Linked DNA regions of Mus musculus: regions 2 and 3 are each linked to region 1. The links are chromatin contacts, called in public promoter capture Hi-C maps. All regions are on one chromosome and are shown on one strand. The core of a region is the stretch at or near the end of the contact, and the rest is flanking DNA. Distances in the headings are between cores, read along the strand shown. Region 1 holds the start of Ssbp1 (single-stranded DNA binding protein 1). Region 2 holds the start of Tcaf2 (TRPM8 channel-associated factor 2). Region 3 holds the start of Tcaf1 (TRPM8 channel-associated factor 1).

Region 1 (3,438 bases), core at 17-2,516:
GGAGTGGGGAGGAGAGGGGCCAGAAGGTCATAAAAGACCAGAGCCATATGGGACAAGGTTAGAAGAAATCAGGTGCGATGGGGCAGGCCTGAAATACCATCGGTGACAAAGTAGAAGCAGGAGGAGGAAGGTTCTTGGTCATCTCAGCCTAACAGTGAGTCTCAAGATAGTCTTAACTATGAGTGGCTGTCTCAAAAACAGCAAAACAAAAATGATAATAATAACTTACATAATTAAATGAATACTCTGATCTAAGCACTGGTAACAAATATTTACTAAATTAAATTCATGAGGTGTACTACATATGCGAATACACTTTAAAAATCATTTTTGATTCAGTAAACATTATGAGCTTCACACACACATAAACACACACACACACAAAATCCCTTCTGAATCTCCCACATCAAATAAACACATAGAACACGCTGGATAGGCGTAAGAATCTCGTGCTTATGTATGCAAAATCGAAAAGCAACAAAACAAAACATGGCTATAGACTATGGAAACACGGTTGGAGCACTCACTAATGTAGAAAAGTGACTACCTGTAACACAGGTCTTCGAAACATGGCTTCTGTTTTTCTTACAACCTAATCTTTAGGCTTTTCCTAAAGGAAAGAAAGAAAAGAGAAAAATGATAAATCAAGAAACTACAGTATCCATCAAGAACACACATGCTCTCTAGTCCTAAATCCTAAGCGCGTCCAGCTTCTCGTGCACCCAATTTGCAACCGCATTTTTTGCACGTGTGGGGAGTTCCTTTCTTTTTGAAAACAAAAACTGAGCGAGACAAAAGAAACTCTGTGGTTCTGGGTCTCAACCAGCAGAAAAGAGGGGAAAAACCTGTTCTCACTTGCAATCCATTGTCTGCTAGATTTCTTTACAATAGAAGTTGTCTCGGACATTTTTTTTTCCAACTTGTTCTGTTATTCTAGACCCCTAAAACTGTCTCTACAAACAGTGCGGGCACAGTAAACGCTACTCCGAAAGGACGCAAATCAGTGCCTTCGTCCCCGTTAGCGCTGAGTAAGCCCGGCTCCCCAGCCTCGCCGCGGGGGCAAGAGGCTGCTCTTCCCCCAAAGTGGCGCTCGCGAGCAGCACAGGGAACGGCGGGGGACACTCGGACTCCAGCGAGGAGCCGCACAACTCCTCCCGAGCCCCGCACGCGCCCGTGCACTCGGGAAACACAACTTCGTGCCAGCCTTCTCCCCTCCCTCACCGGACACGCAGAGCCCGACCGCCAGCGGCTCGCTTCCGGCGCACGGAGCCCGCAAAGCTCGCGAGATGCAAGGAAAGACAGGAAATCTCTGAAGTGCGTCGTTGAAATGCCGCCGGCTGATGTCGCCGGAAACACGACCCCTCAATTTAGAAGTGCCAGGAACTTCTGTCCAGGCGGAAGTGGGCGGATCAACGATGCCACCTGTGGGTAGTTTTACGATTTTGGTTTTGTTTTTTTGTTGTTTGGTTTGGTTTAGTTTGGTTGTTGGGGTTTTTTGTTTTGTTTTGTTTTTCCTGATCTCCACCCTCGCTCCGGTAGTGGCCCCGCACTGGCTAACCAAACTCTGGCCAGAACTCTATTCCCAGCCCTAAATTGAAATTATTTGATGTTCCCAGCCTGGGAAAGGGAGTGAGGTAGGTGAAATAAAACATATTTGAGCCCCTGGAGGAACTAAAACCGACACAAGTCTCCTAATGCAGTAAGACTGAAGAATTAATTGCTGTCAAAACCTCGGTGATCTAGATATGTTAACATGTTAAGTCAAAAAATTCAAGAAACACGTGAGGAGCAAAATTTTTAACATCTTTATTAAGTACCGGTCCCAAACTGTGCCTAAGGCACAAGAGAAATGCGCCCTTATATTATGTATTTGTATATATGTTTTCCCTAAAACATTAAAAGTTTATGAAATTCCAAAACATTTTGAAGAAGTGTTAAAAGTCAAAACGTTGCTTTATTTTAAAGCAAAGTGTAATTAAGATTTTACTTTTATAGAAAGAAACTGATCAGTATTTTTTAGATTTTTTTTTTTCATTTTGTGTTTCAATTCTACATCTTTGGCAGTTATTCTAGATGGAAAAGCTTAAAAGAAAGAAAGAGAGAGAGAGAGAGAGAGAGAGAGAGAGAGAGAGAGAGAGAGAAAGAGAAAAGAAAAAAGACACTGTCTCGCTGTGTATCCCTGGCTGGCCTGAAACTTGGATCTCATGTAGACCAGACCAGGCTTGTCTCTAACTCCCAGAGATTCCCCTTGCTGCATCTACCTCCCTAGTGCTGTGATTAAAGGCATGTGCCATCACATCCAGCACTCAGTGACAGTCTTAAACAATCTCAAGTAACTTAAGCTTGTTGATCTTGTATTTGGTAATATCATGTTCATAGTAAAATTTCTTAGTTTTAACATTTCCAAAATACTGCATTGAGACATCTTTTCTTTTGATTGCTGACTTTCTTTTGCTCCTCTAAATCCTATGTTGTTTACCCTAATCCTGGCCCTAGTGAAGTAACGCACTTATGAATCCTACAAATTAAGGAACCCAAGGCAACAAGATTCAGTGGGGCTCCAGTGTTAGACAGAAGGGAACTCCAAACCATTCAAACAGACACACTGCCTCCTAAGGTCCATTCTTTCTGATTTTAGGAGGGGGGGGGGTCTGAATTATTGTCTGGCTCACTAGTGACGCCTTTATAGATGTTTACTTCCCTGTACTTTTACCTTTACAAAGTTGATTTCCTGAAATAACGAGGCACTGAATTGGACAGGGACACACACACACACCCTAGTAATAAGAAGACATCCCACCTGCTACATTAGTTCAATGGTTTCCTCTTTATGAGCTTTGGAGGCAAGACAAAGGAAAAACAAAGTTGCTCCTTTTCCTCCAGAGAGAAATCCCGCCCGCCCACCTCGCAAGCTTTGTTTCAGTGGTCCCAGACTTGAACTGTGGAGTAAATCTTAACTCTGTTTCCCCATTGCAGACATCTATTGGCTCATGTATAGCCAGTTCTGTTCTTCACTATCCCGTTAGTTTTGCCTTTGTTCTATTTGAAGAATGTAGAGAAGGTTGGTTAAAGAAAAATATAGACAACTGAAACTTGAGAGCACCCTGCCTTAACGTTTTATAAAGAACCCCTGAATGGGGAGTCTTGACTGAGCCCTGTTGTCCACCCAGAGAGGAACTGACACATTCTCCTTCCTTGGCTGGTTATCTGGAAGAAGCTGCAAGTCCTGCTCCTTCATGGTTTCCTTTTAACAACAACAACAAAAAAAAGGTATTACAATGGATATGTTCTTGTACAGTGTGAGGGAGAGACTGTAACTGAGGTATTGCTTCTGGTAATGTTCCTTCTTAGTGCAACAGACACTTCAACCTCGGTCAGCTGTCCATATCCCCAGAATCTGAAATACAGCCCTGTACACACTTTAAAAATGCTCTCCTC
Region 2 (3,751 bases), core at 786-3,285, 2.2 Mb before region 1:
TGAGCTCTTTGTATATATTGGATATTAGTCCCCTATCAGATTTAGGATTAGTAAAAATTCTTTCCCAATCTGTTTGTGGCCTTTTTGTATTATTTACAGTATCTTTTGCCCTACAGAATCTTTGCAATTTTATGAGGTCCCATTTGTCGATTCTTGATCTTACAGTACAGGCCATTGCTGTTCTGTTTAGGAATTTTTCCCCTGTATCCATATGTTCGAAGCTTTTCCCCACTTTCTTCTCTATAAATTTCAGTGTCTCTGGTTTTATGTGGAGTTCTTTGATCCACTTAGACTTGAGCTTTGTACAAGGAGATAAGAATGTATCAATTCGCATTCTTCTACATGATAACCGCCAATTGTTCCAGCACCATTTGTTGAAAATGCTGTCTTTTTTTTCCTACGGATGGTTTTAGCTCCCTTGTCAAATATCAGGAGGCCATAGGTTTGTGGGTTCATTTCTGGGTCTTCAATACTATTCCACTACTCTACCTGTCCTTCCATCATGACCAATTACGCTTCATCCCAGGGATGCAGGGATGGTTTAATATACAGAACTCCATCAATGTAATCCACTATATAAAGAAACTCAAAGACAAAAATCACATGATCATCTTGTTGGATGCTGAGAAAGCATTTGACAAAATCCAACACCCCTTCATGATAAAAGCCATGGAAAGTTCAGGAATTCAAGTCCCATGCCTAAACATAATAAAAGCAATCCACAGCAAACCAGTAGCCAACATCAAAGTAAATGGAGAGAAGCTGGAAGCAATTCCACTAAAATCAGGGTCTAGACAAGGCTGCTCACTTTCTCCCTACCTATCAATCTAGTACTTGAAGTCCTAGCCAGAGCAATTCGACAACAAAAGGAGATCAAGGGGATACAAATTGGAAAAAAAGAAGTCAAAATTTCACTATTTGCAGATGATATGATAGTATATATAAGTGACCCTAAAAATTCCACCAGAGAACTCCTAAACCTGATAAACACCTTCAGCGCAGTAGCTGAATATAAAATTAACTCAAACAAATCAGTGTCCTTTCTCTACACAAAAGATAAACAGGATGAGAAAGAAATTAGGGAAACAACACCCTTCACAATAGTCACAAATAATATAAAATACCTTGGTGTGACTCTAACTAAGTGAAAGATCTGTATGACAAGAACTTCAAGTCTCTGAAGAAAGAAATTGAAGAAGATTTCAGAAGATGGAAAGATCTCCCATGCTCATGGATTGGCGGGATTAATATAGTAAAAATGGCTATCCTGCCGAAAGCAATCTACAGATTCAATGCAATCCCCATCAAAATTCCAACTCAATTCTTCACTGAGTTAGAAAGGGCAATTTGCAAATTCATCTGGAATAGCAGAAAACCTAAAATAGCAAAAACTATTCTCAACAATAAAAGAAGTTCTGGGGGAATCACCTGGCCTGACCTCAAGCTGTACTACAGAGCAATTGTGATTAAAAAAAACAAAAACAAACAAACAAACAAAAACTGCATGGTACAGTCATGTTTTCTGCCCAGTGAAAATATCCTGGACCAGATTTCCTGGCCCCAGATTCCCACAGCTGTACTGCCAGTGATGGCCACTAGGCGGCAGGCCCTGAAGCCCAAGCTTGGAGATATTAACAGAGCAATTAGGCACTGGTGTAGCACCAAGCCAGTTGGAGTCAGATTCCCGGTCTGGCAGAGCAACTGTTAGGGGATGCTCGTACATCCGGACTTCTCAGATACTGGAATAGTCCAGCTTCATAGAGGGCTTCCCATCCGGAACAGCCCCACAACTAACCAGTTCCCTGGGTAGCTCATCCAATAGGACAGCCTCGCCTATAACTAACCCTGCCCCGGGATAGCCACGCCCTGGAAAAGATCCGCCCCTGGGAAGCTCCGCCCTCGAGACTCAAATCGGCCCTCAAGAAAGTCTTTCATTTGGGCAGCGGGCTTTCCTATAGCCCCGCCTTCCGCAGCCCCGCCTCTAGAGGCCCCGCCCATGGAAGACCCTTATTCATACTGCAGTCCATTCCTCTGCAGCGACAGTCAGCCGGCAGCAACCTCTGTGGTCTGAATTTTCTGTCCTGGTTTGTTCCGGTGTGGGGCTGAGTGTCCGAGCACTAAGACGACGCTGGGAGGAAATCCTTAAAGTGCCAGAAGGCTACTGGACGCCGTTCCCAACAGTGTATCTGCTCACAGGTATGTTTTTCTTTTAGTTTTATTGGCCTGGAACAGTTTTCTAGTTAACTCAGAACTCCTTTATCTTTGCTCTCTGAACTTGAGTCACGAATTTGAAAAAGGTGTGTGCTCGCGCGTGTAAGCACATTTAGTTTCAGAGTGCTGGGACTGTTTTTGTTTGTTGCTCTTCCTGCCAAACTTGGGAAAAATCAGAGGACTTTCTTTTCAAACAAACTTCATGAGACGTTGAACTTGGAATTCCTGATCTACCTGCTGTCTTTTCCACCCCTAAGCAGATTTCCCACAGTTCACTTTCCTGGAACAGTGCTATGAAGTGGGGGGGGTGAGGCACATAGAGACATGCCAACACCAGTGAACATTTTACCTCACAGAGGAGTGGCTGAAAAGTGACAGGGTTCTTCTATACAGTTCTTAGTCAAGGATATGGAAGGTGGAGATGCATTCCTCAGATTCAGGCCAGGTCATGGCCATGAGCTAAATGGACTGGACTACGCGGATAGATGAAAGGAGATGGGCAACATGAGTTGTTTAACATTTTGTATGAACAGGATGAACAAAGGAGACAGGAGGAACAAGGGAGTCTACCTGAAATCCCAAGTGAAGAACATGGGGAGAAACAAAAAAATGGAAGGAGAGAACTCAACAAGGGGGAGTGTCAGCTGTCTAGATCTGTCTGCTACATAGCTCAACTCTTCCAGGGACCCTCCTAGGACGCACCTCAGAGAGGCCCTGGGCAAGTACCCATGGCTCCCCCCAGTACCTGAAAATTTTCTTAGGATGTCAGCTCACAGCCATTGAAAGGGTGCCCTGTCAATCATGTGAGCGAAGGTGGAGGAGGTCCCCTACGGTGAGCTACTCAGATGTGGGAATAGCGAAGTCTTGTGGATCACCAGCCACACTCCGCACTCAAGGAAAGGAGACAGGGAAGAAAGAGAGAGGCACTCACATTGCGCACTGTACCTATAGCACTTATAGTCTAATCTGTAAAACAATGGTCCTCGGACCTCTGTGATTGGTCTAGAGAGAGAGTCTGAAGTGGCTACTAGGGTAAGCTCAGCTCTCAGCATACCCAGCTTCCAAAAAATTTGAAAAGAACTTTCCCAGGCAGTCAAAATGGGTGGCATGGGGGGTTTCCACTAAGGCAGCTTTGATCATTTGGAAGCTGTTTCCAACAAGGTAAGCAAAGCTGTCAGAAATGATGCACTTTCTGAAAGGTCATGCGATCCCAACTAACGCAGTTTATAACAGGTCATTGTGGCCCTTTTGTCTGAAAGAATAAAACAAACACCAAGTCAGTCCCTGCATTTGATTCATCAGATCCTATGGGAAGCTGCACCTCCTTATCTACCCCAGGACTTGTTCCTCTCTGCCGTTCACTCTGCTGCTGCCCTGGTGTACCTCTTACCAAACTGATCCTCCCACACCATTTCAGGTTTCAGCTTTCTGTTCCTATTCCTACCAGGTCTTTCCTGTCATGCATTCTAAAGCAGTCTTCCTGTCCATAGTTCATCAATAGATAGCAACTGGGGATTGCTGCAGTTGTATTTATTTATTT
Region 3 (3,621 bases), core at 600-3,099, 2.2 Mb before region 1:
TTGTCAGTGCACAGAGCTCCTTCCCACTCAGTATGGAGAAAGCACAGGTTATATTGCCCTTCGCCGCTGAGGTCCTTGTTACAACTCATCCTCTCCCAGCTCCTGCTTCTGCTCTTCTTCTGAGTGTTACATGCTCTTTTCTAAGAAGTGCAGGCCTCTGGAGAAAAAGAGGGAAGAGGAGGGCCTGGGAATTCTTGAGGACTTTTCTCACACATTATCACAGTGTGTTCCAATTCTTAAAGTAGCAGAATTTGAAGTGGTAATAAGTGGTTCTTGGAGACCAAGGCAAGTGTTCTGTTGATATGATCTTCCCACTACACATTCTGCCTATGGAACTGCACTATCTCAGGGAGGAAACTTAACAATGCAGGGGAGAAAAGAGGACTGAATGGAATGAGAGACGTGGCCTCAAAAAAGAGGTCAAAAAAGAAAGGCCCGCTAGAATTGGGGTAGAACAGGATCAGGCTACCCGTCAGTCATGTTACAACTGAAGCACACTGTGACAATGTGTGAGAAAGGTCTCCTCAAATTCTCAGAGGCTGTCAGAAATATGCTGGGAGCCTGGTACTGGCTCCCCTCTTTTATCTTTTGCTCCAGGACCCAGCACTACTTGGCAAAGAACATGTAAGTAACATGTAAGTCGGAAGAAGGATGAGCATATGGGCTAGATGTCGATGGAGCTGTGCAAAGACCCCCAGAGAATGATTTGATTTTGAGTTAGGTACCAGTGAGCTGAGCTGAAGGTCAGTGATGAAGGGACCCACATTACAAAGAGGATGTCCTAGTTACAACAGAGTGAACTCAATCAATGTGACAGTACGATGCAATCACCCATGTCTGGAATTACCTGCCCTCTTTCAGGTTAAAGCAGACATTTGCACGATCTTTGTCACATGTAGTCGTAGAGTCCTATTTTAACCCTGATAGAGACAAGTATCACAGAACAGGGCAAAAACATCCTAACATACCTTCGGGGGAAGACACACGACCCCATAGAAACCATATATCATTCTAGAGCATGTTAGGATGCAATGTTACAGGACCAAGAAGTTGTGATCTGGATGGAATTAGGCTTGCTAGTTACCTGACCCTGAGCTGAGAAGTCATTTGGATAGAACCACTGGAATGGATACCAGGGTCCCCTAAGGAACTGAGGGCATCAGAAAGCTGAGAAGATGCCATAGCAGAAGTATAGGGTGGAGTGATGAGGCCACTGCCTCTGCAGACAGGGCAAGTCCCTGAGCAGGCAAAGTCAGATCATTTGAGGCCTACTCTGGAATCTGGAGAAGGGAGGAAAGCAAATCCTCCCATTGATTTTCCCAGCTTTACCCAGTGGAACCTGTGCCAGGCTTCTGATGTACAGAACTGTAAGATGTCGGAAGGGTGTGGCTTAATTCACCTCCTTGTCTGGCAATTTGTTGTAGCCGCCACTATTCACTCATACTTCCAGTTTATGAAACTAAGGAAGATGCAACAGCTTCAAACTCCAGATGTTTGGGATATAACAAAGTGTAGACACACTCTCTTCTACCAAAACTTGACTTTTTCATTAAATTTAATATAGGACCCATAGCTTTAATTCTTCTCTTAATATAATTGTGTATAATTTCTGATAAAAGCTCTCTTGTTTTATCAATGTCTTATTTGTTCACAGTGTTAAGCTGTATGTATGTATGTATGTATGTATGTATGTATGTATGTATGTATGTATGTGTTTTAGAAATTGGCCAGCTGCACATCCAAGCCTTGGAGCAGAAATTGACATAAAGGAGAGCCTCTAAGGTCTGGGGGCAGAGAGCGGAGCACCGCCCACATCCCCGTGTAGCCAATCAGTTCTCAGGACGGCCCATTGCTTGCTCCCCCTTCTCTGCCAGTGACTTTCCACGTCCCCCATCCACTGGTCCACCGCCTATTCCCTTGCAGGCCTGAAGCTTCTTCCCCTTGGGTAGCTTCCTCCTTTGCTGTTGTGCCTCCGAATCAGCACTTCAGGGAACAGCGACGCAGAGTGAGTCTGGCTCCGCGATAGGGTCTGCACCAGGAGAGGCCTGCGATGACAAAGGCCACTGCCAGAAGGGTGGGGTGCTTCGCGGGGAAGGGGGCAGGAGGTGGCGAGTGCCTGGGGCTGCGTGGGGGGCTGGTGTGGGCAACTCGGGCGTGCGGAGGTGGCTGATGCATTCCACATTGAGACCTTCCTCTCTGTCTCTTTCTGAGCTTTCCGCTGCTTTAGATATCTCCTTCAGTCTTCCTGCATTGTTATCCCTTCGCCAGCCAGGAACCCCCTCCCAGCCGTTTCCCATTTCCTTATTGAGTGGTTTGTGTTCAGCAGGGAGCCTTTGGGATTTGATGAAAGGAACCTCAGAGGTTGCGGAAGGAGACTCCACACAGAATTCTTTAAGGGCCACAGTCCCTGCTTAGCCTCCTTTACCCGCCCCCAGGTAAAAGTCCTCTCCATGTCCTTTAAGCACCCAGGGGCCTGGAGTATATTTGCTCTGAGAGGTGGGTGGGAGGATGTGGGCAGGGTGCTGCTGAAATGGGTGTGGGGCTTCTGGAGAACGCAGGTCTGGACCGCCTTCGGCCTGCAGCAGCAGGGGCTTAGATTATCCAGTTGGCAGATACACAACCCCCCACCCCCCGCAGGCCTTCTGGGTTGGCCCAACCTGAAATGAAGGACAAAAATGGAAGAGGGGGAAAAAGGATCTTGCCAATTAGACAATCGTGGAAACGTGGAGGAAGAATCTCTTAAAGAGATGAACCAATGTCTCTTGTCTATGGGCTGACCCGCTAACCATTTGTCCATTCTCCAAAGGATTTGCAAAGTGATTGCGTTTCAGCTAGCTCTTCACTCTGTTTTGCGTTGCTTTAAAGACTTAAGAATAAAATGAATGCTTATCATTCCAAAGTGGTCTAATCTACAAGATAGTGAAATAAACGCTTGGCCGTCTTGTAAGTAAAAAAATAAGGCTTGAATACCATAATGGAGGGTCTCATTTCTGCCCTTCCCTGCCTGAGACTTGGCATCCTTCGCGATTTTCCTTTCAACTACGCCGTTTTCATAGTTCTACTCTTATGTGTAAAACATACATGGGTTGCTTTATGATTTTGTCATGCTTTCATTCATGAATATTATCCTGTATATTCTTATAGCTCTAGGATTAATCCTTGCTTATACTTCCTTCATTTTTATTTCTAATTGGTTTAATACCCTATAGTTATTCTACCATTGAGCATTTAGGTTTCTCACTTGGGGAAATGTATTCATTTTTTTTAATGTGACAAGCTATCCCAACACATAACAGTATAAGATCAATAATAAACAACTACAAAGCCACTTCTAATATTTCTTTACCACCTGCCAGTTTCTGTGGATCTAGACTGGAGTCTCTGGAGGTTCTCACACACTGTAGTAAAGGGGTATTGGCTCAGCCTGACTCAAGGGTCATTGGAACTAACACAGGACTGTTGTAAACTTGGGATCTCCCTGATTTGGGCCAGGCATGTCTTTCTCTGCAGTGAGGGCCTCATTACAAAGGCTTGCTGTGACATAAGTTTTTGCTCCTTCTACCCCAACCCTAGAGTGAGGGTTTGCCAAAAGAGAGAGAAGAACCATATTACCCTTTTCTT

Evidence for each region. Promoter capture Hi-C pulls out the DNA fragments that hold promoters and counts their contacts.
Region 2: a contact with region 1 is called in a promoter capture Hi-C map of liver, with 3 times the contacts expected there. The contact joins the promoter of Tcaf2 here to the promoter of Ssbp1 in region 1. A contact is called at or near these places in 2 of 39 promoter capture datasets (both in liver).
Region 3: a promoter capture Hi-C map of liver shows a contact between it and region 1, with 3 times the contacts expected there. The contact joins the promoter of Tcaf1 here to the promoter of Ssbp1 in region 1. A contact is called at or near these places in 3 of 39 promoter capture datasets (the 3T3-L1 cell line, cranial neural crest and liver).

What each region holds. Positions count from the first base shown.
Region 1 is chr6:40,469,243-40,472,680 of GRCm38.p6, reverse strand. It overlaps Ssbp1 (single-stranded DNA binding protein 1), which reads right to left and starts at 1,266. Exons shown (of 6, transcript NM_028358.2): 1 at 1,222-1,266; 2 at 548-610. The coding sequence starts at 571.
Region 2 is chr6:42,643,325-42,647,075 of GRCm38.p6, reverse strand. Tcaf2 (TRPM8 channel-associated factor 2) reads left to right here and starts at 2,035. Exons shown (of 8, transcript NM_146174.1): 1 at 2,035-2,196.
Region 3 is chr6:42,708,343-42,711,963 of GRCm38.p6, reverse strand. It overlaps Tcaf1 (TRPM8 channel-associated factor 1), which reads left to right and starts at 1,849. Exons shown (of 9, transcript NM_001355769.1): 1 at 1,849-2,005.